2 separate regions of the Podarcis muralis genome follow, and region 1 is linked to region 2. A link is a contact called in public Hi-C data. All regions are on one chromosome and are shown on one strand. The core of a region is the stretch at or near the end of the contact, and the rest is flanking DNA. Distances in the headings are between cores, read along the strand shown. Region 1 holds the start of IRF3 (interferon regulatory factor 3). Region 2 holds the start of PLXDC1 (plexin domain containing 1).

What was found. A called contact is a pair of places that touch in the nucleus more often than the background predicts.
Region 1: a Hi-C map of blood shows a contact between it and region 2, with 5 times the contacts expected there. The contact joins the promoter of IRF3 here to the promoter of PLXDC1 in region 2. A contact is called at or near these places in 2 of 3 Hi-C or Micro-C datasets (blood and tail).

The regions. Positions count from the first base shown.
Region 1 is chr13:36,959,757-36,963,988 of rPodMur119.hap1.1, reverse strand. IRF3 (interferon regulatory factor 3) reads right to left here and starts at 2,475. Exons shown (of 10, transcript XM_077917396.1): 1 at 2,185-2,475; 2 at 742-913. The coding sequence starts at 906.
Region 2 is chr13:36,778,187-36,782,273 of rPodMur119.hap1.1, reverse strand. It overlaps PLXDC1 (plexin domain containing 1), which reads right to left and starts at 2,753. Exons shown (of 14, transcript XM_077917386.1): 1 at 2,491-2,753. The coding sequence starts at 2,590.

The DNA.
Region 1 (4,232 bases), core at 1,226-3,725, 180 kb before region 2:
TGCTCCGGTGAGCAACCTGAATTCTGCACTAGCTGAAGTTTCTGAACCACCCTCAGAGGCGTCCTCACCAAATATTTTGAAAGTAAATCTTGGGAGGGAAGTGAATGCCCTGTGGGATCCATTATCCTATCTCTGTTTGTGGATGGTGCAAGGCAGAGGGGAAGCCTACGCAAGATCATTGGGGAAGGAAGGGCAGAGACCTTCTTGACACCAAGCTAGCGTCTGCTGCTTCGTTCAGTAAATAATAATACAGTGGTACCTCGGGTTAAGAACTTAATTCGTTCTGGAGATCCATTCTTAACCTGAAACTGTTCTAAACCTGAGGTACCACTTTAGCTAATGGGGCCTCCTGCTGCCGCCATGCGATTTCTGTTCTCATCCTGAGGTAAAGTTCTTAACCTGAGGTACTATTTCTGGGTTAGCAGAGTATGTAACCTGAAGCGTTTGTAACCCGAGGTACCACTGTAGTAATAATTTGTTTTGTTCTCCCTTGAACCCCATTCCTCCCGCCCACCAGAATGTTACAGTTAAAACACGAAGGAAACCTCTTCCCCAGCTTTCCCCAACTTGACGCCCTGAAGACATTTTGAACTACAACTCCCAGCAGCCCAACCAGCATGGCTTGAGACGATGGGAGTTGTAGTTCAAAACAGCTGAAGGGCATCAGGTTGAGGAAGGCTGCCTGCCAGGGCAGTGGGATGCGATGTGGGACACACACCAAAGGAAACACTCCAAGATTACCTCAAAGAGCTGGAAATCCTCGTCGCAAATATTCTGCCGTGAGCCGTGTTTCCACGGCACTCGGAACAGGGTCCGTTCTGGGTTCAGCCATGACAGCCCCGGGTACCGCCGGGCGTCCAACTGTTCCATTAGCCAGGGCACGATGAGAGGTCTTTGAGTACCCATGGAGGAACTGTGGGAGCAGGAGAGGGGAGGATGTCACAATGAAATCTGATGAGGGGAGAGAAGGGAGTGGCAGGATAATGAGTCACTGCAACACAGCTGCAAGGGCGTAGGGAGAGAAAAGCTGTGTGTGTGTGTGTGTGTGTGTGAGAGAGAGAGAGAGAGAGAGAGAGAGAGAGAGAGAGAGAGAGAGAGAGATTGTTTGTGTGCTTTAACACGGGACCCCAGACTCTAGTTTGCAGACAACCATGAGCTTCATTCAGGTGGTGGTGCCTGCAAAAACACAATTAAAAACCATACAGCCCCTAGGACTGCATACGACTTGCTACAACAGGCAGAAAAATCATTAAGTGGTCCGCCAAGTCCCTCAGCCATGTTCAAGCAGTCAGGTGGGGAGTTTGGGGACATGGGTGGTGCTGTGGGTTAAACCACAGAGCCTAGGGCTTGCTGATCAGAAGGTTGGCGGTTTGAATCCCTGCGACGGGCTGAGCTCTTGTTGCTCGGTCCCTGCTCCTGCGAACCTAGCAGTTCGAAAGCACGTCAAAGTGCAAGTAGATAAATAGGTTCAGCTCCCTTGGCCAGTAAAGCGAGATGAGCGCCGCAGCCCCAGAGTCGGCCATGACTGGACCTAACGGTCAGGGGTCCCATTACCTTTATCTTAGAGCTTGTCCTTGATGGAGAGCGTTACGTATGGCTGACAGCGATTGCATGTGTGTTTGAGAGAGACGGAGAAAGACAGCGCGTTACTCTGATCCTTGATCTTTTTAGAGGCCTTTTCAAAGTGCTTCCGATCTTCAGGAACACAAAGAGCCCCTTGCTGGATCAGGCCAGAAACAAACCCAGCAACGCCTCCTCCCAGGAGTCCGGGGCTGGATTAAGCGCAAAGATCCCTTCATTGCAGGGGTTGGACTAGAGGACCCTCGTGGTCCCAAGTCTACAAATTCCATGATTTTATAAGCAAGCAGAAAGGAAGACCGCAAAAGCCCCGCGCAACGGGCCTGTTTGCATGGTTTGGCTGTAACCCAATAATATAGCAACTAGAGGCCGGTCCCACCGAAACCGGCGTTGCTGAATTCCGTGCAGTCATGCATTTACTTCCAAGTAAACGCGCCTCAACGGGGCTTGAGCTGCCGTTGCGGGATCCCTGCGAAACGGGATTTGCGGCTTGGCCAGCTTGAAAAGTCTCCCGCTTGGGATCTGGAATGCGGAAGTCCAGGAAGGATCTCCTTTGGGAGTGCGGGGGAGGGAGCCCCTCGTTGCCCCCCGCAACCAAGCACCCACCTCTCAGGATCGCTTTTGTTCCGAGACCCCCGTCCAGACTAGTTCTTCCTCTCCGGCGAGCCGCAAAACGGAGCCTCTTCGCCCTTCTCCGCGGCGCCACGTGATTGCGAAAGTAGCTTTCGGTTTTCAGTCCCGAGAGCCATTTTCGCCTGATTCCCCGCCTCCCTCGGCGGCGCGCAGAAAAGAGGGGATTTTCTTGTGGGGTTCCTGCGTTTTCGATTCCTTCGTTTCAAAAGAGAGAAAACGCCTAAGGTGCAGGGTAGGTTTTAATAGGAGATGATATATTAATTGCAGTCTATCCCTCCAGGCTCACACGTGTGTGACAAGTCGTGCAGAGTTCCAAAGTCCTACCCCTGACAACAAAATTAAAAGCACAGGAATTAGGTTTTTGATCAAGTCCATAAGTAATCTGGCTTCCTCCTCCTCCTCACCCCACTTCAGAAAGACTCAGGCAACAACTTCAAAAAATCTCTGCAAAACACAAAATCTGTATTCCTACACAGTACTGAGCCCATAACCTTTGTGGGATGGGTTTTAATGGGCAGGAGAGGATATATTAATTGCAATATATCCTTCCAACCCATTAAAACCCATCCTGCTTCAGGAATTGAGATGGTTTTGGTTGTCAGTATGTTCTCCCCCCTTTTTTTTGTACATGGTGACAATTCCAAAGCTATGGATGCGTTCCTCTGCTGCATTGTGTGTGTGTGGGGGGGCATTATTTATCAGAAATAGAGCTCCCAGAGCAGCTTGCAAATATCTGTGATTTACCTCTCAACGTATGAGAATATTCCTGGTGTAAGAGTATCACTGGTTGGAGAACATCTGTATATACCAACCAGAGTGGCTGGGGAAACTCAGCCAGATGGGCGGGGTATAAATAATAAATTATTATTATTATTATTATTATTATTATTATTATTATTATTATTATTATTATTCTAAAAGGAAAGGTTTGAGACAGATAATACTTACAAGACTTCCTTCAAACCAGAAGGCAACTTATTTTGTTTATTTATTTAAATTATTTTTATTTCACCTTTCAGCCAGAAAAGGCTCCCAGTGACTAACCACTAAAAAAAGGACAGCCCCTGTCCTTGAGCTTATAATTTTTAAAAGTCTTGACACAAAAGGAAAATGGATTGGGAGAGAGGAGGAAATAAGCAAACTCGGGTTCATGTTCTTTCTGTTACAAGTGGTTTTAATGACCACCTTCTGGTTTGTATGTGTCTACATATGTGTCTATGTCTATGCATTTTGCATTAGGTGCTTGCTTTACTACAATTTGTGTGAATGACTAGAGTTTTTATTCTTCTGGTCTCTAACTATTTAGTCTGAGTAGGAGGACAGCTGCACAGGGGAACAATCACCTTGGACACCACTTGGTGGAAAGGTAAGATACATATCTCACAGAACAAATCCACCATATCTCTAGTTGACACATGGATAAATTACTATACATGGACAATACCTTGCCACGTAGTACATAGCTTGTCATATTCCATCCTGCAGCTGCTGAATACATTTCTGGAGGAACTTCAAATGGAAATTCCAGGATGAAACTGCAAAATTACAACTCCAGCTTCTCAATAAGTAGAATAATTTAGATCTGAATACAGACAACGGTTTCTTGTTCCACTGAATTTACTCAGCAGCGCTGATTGTTTTAACACCAATTCCTGTTTTGAAATGTCGTGTTCGTTTTGCATACATTTAAGCTCTGAATTGTCAATGGCAATACTCTTTATTGACATTTGTAAAGTAGTTTATGCCATAAGAGTTTTGTTGAGGCTTTAAGGATCTGCAAGACTCGGGTTGATTTTTGCAAGAATATATTTAACCTAAAGAGCAAACGCCGAGGTTTATTAAATCAACAGAGGACAGATTATTGAAGTGATCTCATCTGGAATACTGCCTTCAATTCTGAGTGCAACACTTTAAGGTTGTAGACAACTTAAGAGAATGTGGTCGGAAGCACACAACACACAGTTAGGAAAGGGTGAATAAAAACTGGGTACATTTGGTCTGGAGCAGAGAATGGCTGCCAC
Region 2 (4,087 bases), core at 1,504-4,003:
CCACTCTATGACGGCTCAGTTCAATACATCCATAGGAGCTCCCACAATTTGAGAACATAAGGAGAGCCTTCCTGGATCAGTCCAAGAACCCATGCAGCCTCACATCCTGTTTCCAATAGTGATCACTCAGATGCCTCTGCAAAGCATCTTGGAGCTTGGAGGCAATTTCCCACTGCTACGGGTTGCCTTTCACTCCCCTAATCCTGTGGCACAATGGGTTAGTGCGCCTGGCTGCTAACCACAAGGTTGGTGGTTCAAGCCCACCCAGGGACAGCTGTGGGCAGCATTCCTGCACTGCAGGGTTCAGCCTTTCTCAACCTGTGGGTCCCCAGATGTTGTTGAACTACAACTCCCATCACCCCTAGCTAGCAAGGCCAGAGCTCAGGGATGATGGGAGTTGTAGTCCAACAACATCTGGGGACCCACAGGTTGAGAACCACTGGACTGGATGGTGCTTAGGGGCCCTTCCAACTTGATGAGTCTATGAGTCTAACACTCACCCAGCAACTGGTATTCAGGGAATACTGCTTCTGAACCTTGAGGGTCCCGTTTAGTTATCCTGCACTTGCATCCCTTTTGTGCTCTTGGAGCAATTCACAATTAAAGCACAAAAACAGCCATTAAAAAAATGCCCAAACTACAGATACAACCAGCAGGTGAAATGGTAAGGACTATAAATCCATTGCCTTCAACAACCCCATTTTAAAGCCATCTACACCTCTTGGCTGTCACAGTACATCTCGAGGCAGTGAATTCACACTTCTTGTCGCCGTGTGCACAGTGCAAACCTGTTTACTGCCACACACGCACACAGGAGGAAACAGATGCACCATCTCTGTCGCTGCACCGACATGCATGAATCCTGCTTTCATGCACAGAGGAACTGGTCCCCATTCACACCTGCTGAAAAGTGCCCAAGTAGACGCTTCTGCACTTTTGCTTCCGTGCACACGCAAAAGCAGCGAGGAAACCGGTGCGTTCTCCTCAGGGCAGCCAGCACGACTCTTGCATTTCAGGCCAGCAACTTTGCCTTTAGCCCAAACTGTGGTCTTAATGAACCACTCATCTGAGTGATTCATTACAGGCGCTGGCTGCCATTTCTCACCACCCACAGCGAATTTAGCTGGGCAGTTTTGTAACATTGATCTGAAATGCCACATAGATGGTAGTTGGTGGTTGCCATCATTGTCACACACAACGGCACCTGGTTCTTTGCATAAACTCACTAGGCTGACAGAAGTACACAAACATACATATAACGGGATCACTGGCACACATGCATGGACTTTTATATTCTGCTATACATACAAGTGCAAGACATCCTGGCAAACGTCAGGATAGAAGAACATAAAAAGAAGTCTCCCTACAATGCTTATCATTGAATCAGGTGGGCTGCCTGCCTTTTAGAAATAATATATTGTATGTGTCTTAAATCTCTGCATGGATCTGATATATATTCTGCTCCAGTGGAGGTGGGCTTGTCATTTAAGCCCCCAGCCAATCAGTGTAGTGCACAGCCAGCTTCTGCCCCAAATACACAAAACCACTTTCTTCCAATGGGTATCCTGGGGCAAAGGCTGTAAGCAGGAGCACCATTTGCCGAGGGTGAGTCTGTGCAGCAGCTCTGCAGATGAAACATTTGGAGGCAACCTCCCTGCCACATGCTTGTTCAAAAGGGTGATTTACACGGCGAAGCCAATCCCAGTGGGCTCCTGCTGCGGGTTTAAGCACGGCATGCTGGATTTCCAACGCATGTGGACAGCGCAACCCAAAACAACCTGAAGGAAAGGAAACCTTTACAAAATTGGCTGAACCTGGCAAACCACGTCGAACCGTTTACAAAACCGGTGCAAAATTGCCAGAAGCACACGGGTGATTTGATGTGCACAGCGCTACGCAGGAACATTGTGAGGCTGTGCGCACAAGAACTGTGCAGAATTGTGGTACACAGCCACGACCAAGCACACACACAGGCACCAGCACACCTGCTCACACTCATTGCTGCGAGCTCTACCATCTGAATGCACACGCATGTGTTTTTGCACGGATGGAGGACTTTCATATGCCTGTCTGGCATGTACTTACTCTAAACCCTTTCTGTTTGCAGGTCCAAATAATTTTGGTACACTTGTGCACGTACTGAATCATGTACTCCCTCACCCCTATGCCCACCCAGCACTTCCACATCCACCATGCTCGTAAATGTTAACAGGCTTGCACATCACCTTATCACATTTGATCCCGATTTCGCACACCTGTCTACGCACCTTCACAGATCTGCTCCCTGTTCACCATTGCCTCCCCTTGCATGCTCACAACACCTCCTCTCAAGCTGCCTGAGCATGCCCGGATCCCTGTTCCACTCACAGCTACACACCCCCACGCATGCTCTCTGCCATACACATCCCTGGCATTCACCCCACTCCTGTCCACACTTTGCACACAGTGTCACACGAGGGTGGCAGTGTCCCCGGAAGATGTGGGTGGTACCTGCTGCTCGCCTCTCTTTTGCTGACCCCACAGCCTCCTCCTGCAGCAGCCAGAGCAGGACGAGGGCTCCCCACGAAATCTTCAGCGAATCAGGGAGCATCCCTGTGACCCTCCAAAGCGCCACCTTTTCTTGGCAAGAACTTTCCGCTCTGCCTCCCCAAGCAGTTTCTCCCCTCGGCTCCCGGGCTCCCTCTCTCTCAGCAGTTGCCACCTCCGGGCTCCTGGCGAGGAATGAGCAGATCCCGCAAGATTCCTCCTGGTCTGTCTGGTCTGTGACGGAATTCGACTGGCAGAAAACCCAGCATTTGGGGGCTGCAGCAAGAAACTGTCAAAGCTCAGCTGAGCAGGGCTTGGAATGGGAGGGAGGGGGAGAGACAGAGAAGCAAAGGAGGTGGATGAAACAGGGGGAGCGCCTGCCCTCTGGTGGCCAGTTGGGAGCATAGCCATGCAATGCTGTTCAGTGAGAAATGAATGCAAAAATAGAAAAGGGAAGTCTTGAGGCATTTTCGCGTATTTGGCTTAAACCAATTTGCGCCTAAACTGGCCTGCAACACCTGCGTTTCGCAGTTGCTGTCCCATGTGATACAAGTGGGAAAGATGCTCATATCCACGTTTGTCTTGTGTGAAACTGGTTTCCGGGTTGGATCCAGCATCTTAAATGGGCAGGATCAATACTTGTGCTTTAAAAAACAGGGGTGGGGAGGAAATGCTCTCCTTAGCAGACAACTTGGATCAAAAGACATCAACAGGGTGCTGTAAAATTAGAGTTTCCTTTCTGCAAGGCCTTTACGTTGTATTTGGCCCCAGACTCTTTCATTTCCCTGAGACTCAAAAGGGGAACACTGTCACTTCCTTAATCTGTTCTTTATTTCTGGCCAAGCTAGCAATAAATAATAAAGCGTGGTCCTGGAGTTGGTTACAAGTTCCCCATTCCATAATAATAATATTAAATACCCTGCCCATCTGGCTGGGTTTCCCCAGCCACTCTGGGCGGCTCCCAACAGAATATTAAAAACACAATAAAACATCAAGCATTAAAAACTTCCCTAAAGAGGGCTGCCTTCAGATGTCTTCTAAAAGCCAGGTAGCTGTTTATTTCCTTGACATCTGATGGGAGGGCATTCCACAGGGCGGGCGCCACTACTGAGAAGGCCCTCTGCCTGCTTCCCTGTAACTTGGCTTCTCGCAGTGAGGGAACAGCCAGAAGGCCCTCGGCACCGGACCTCAGTGTCCGGGTGAATGATGGGGGTGGAGAAGCTCCTTCAGGTATACTGGGCCAAGGCCGTTTAGGGCTTTAAAGGTCAGCACCAACACTTGGAATTGTGCTTGGAAACATGCTGGGAGCCAATGTAGGCCAAAGCACTAAAAATGAAGGCAACTACACATGCCCCTCAACTCAAAAGCTTACATGTCCCTGAACTCCCAAATGTGTTGCATTTTATATTGTATATCTCCACGATTGGGGACTCACCCCTTCAAATCACAACAATAAAGTTATTCAGTCATGGTCATTTGGCTTGCAGAATGCTCATAAATGATGATGACATCATGAAATTATTTTTAAAAATGGAATAAGTGGGTTTGCTCACCACAAAAT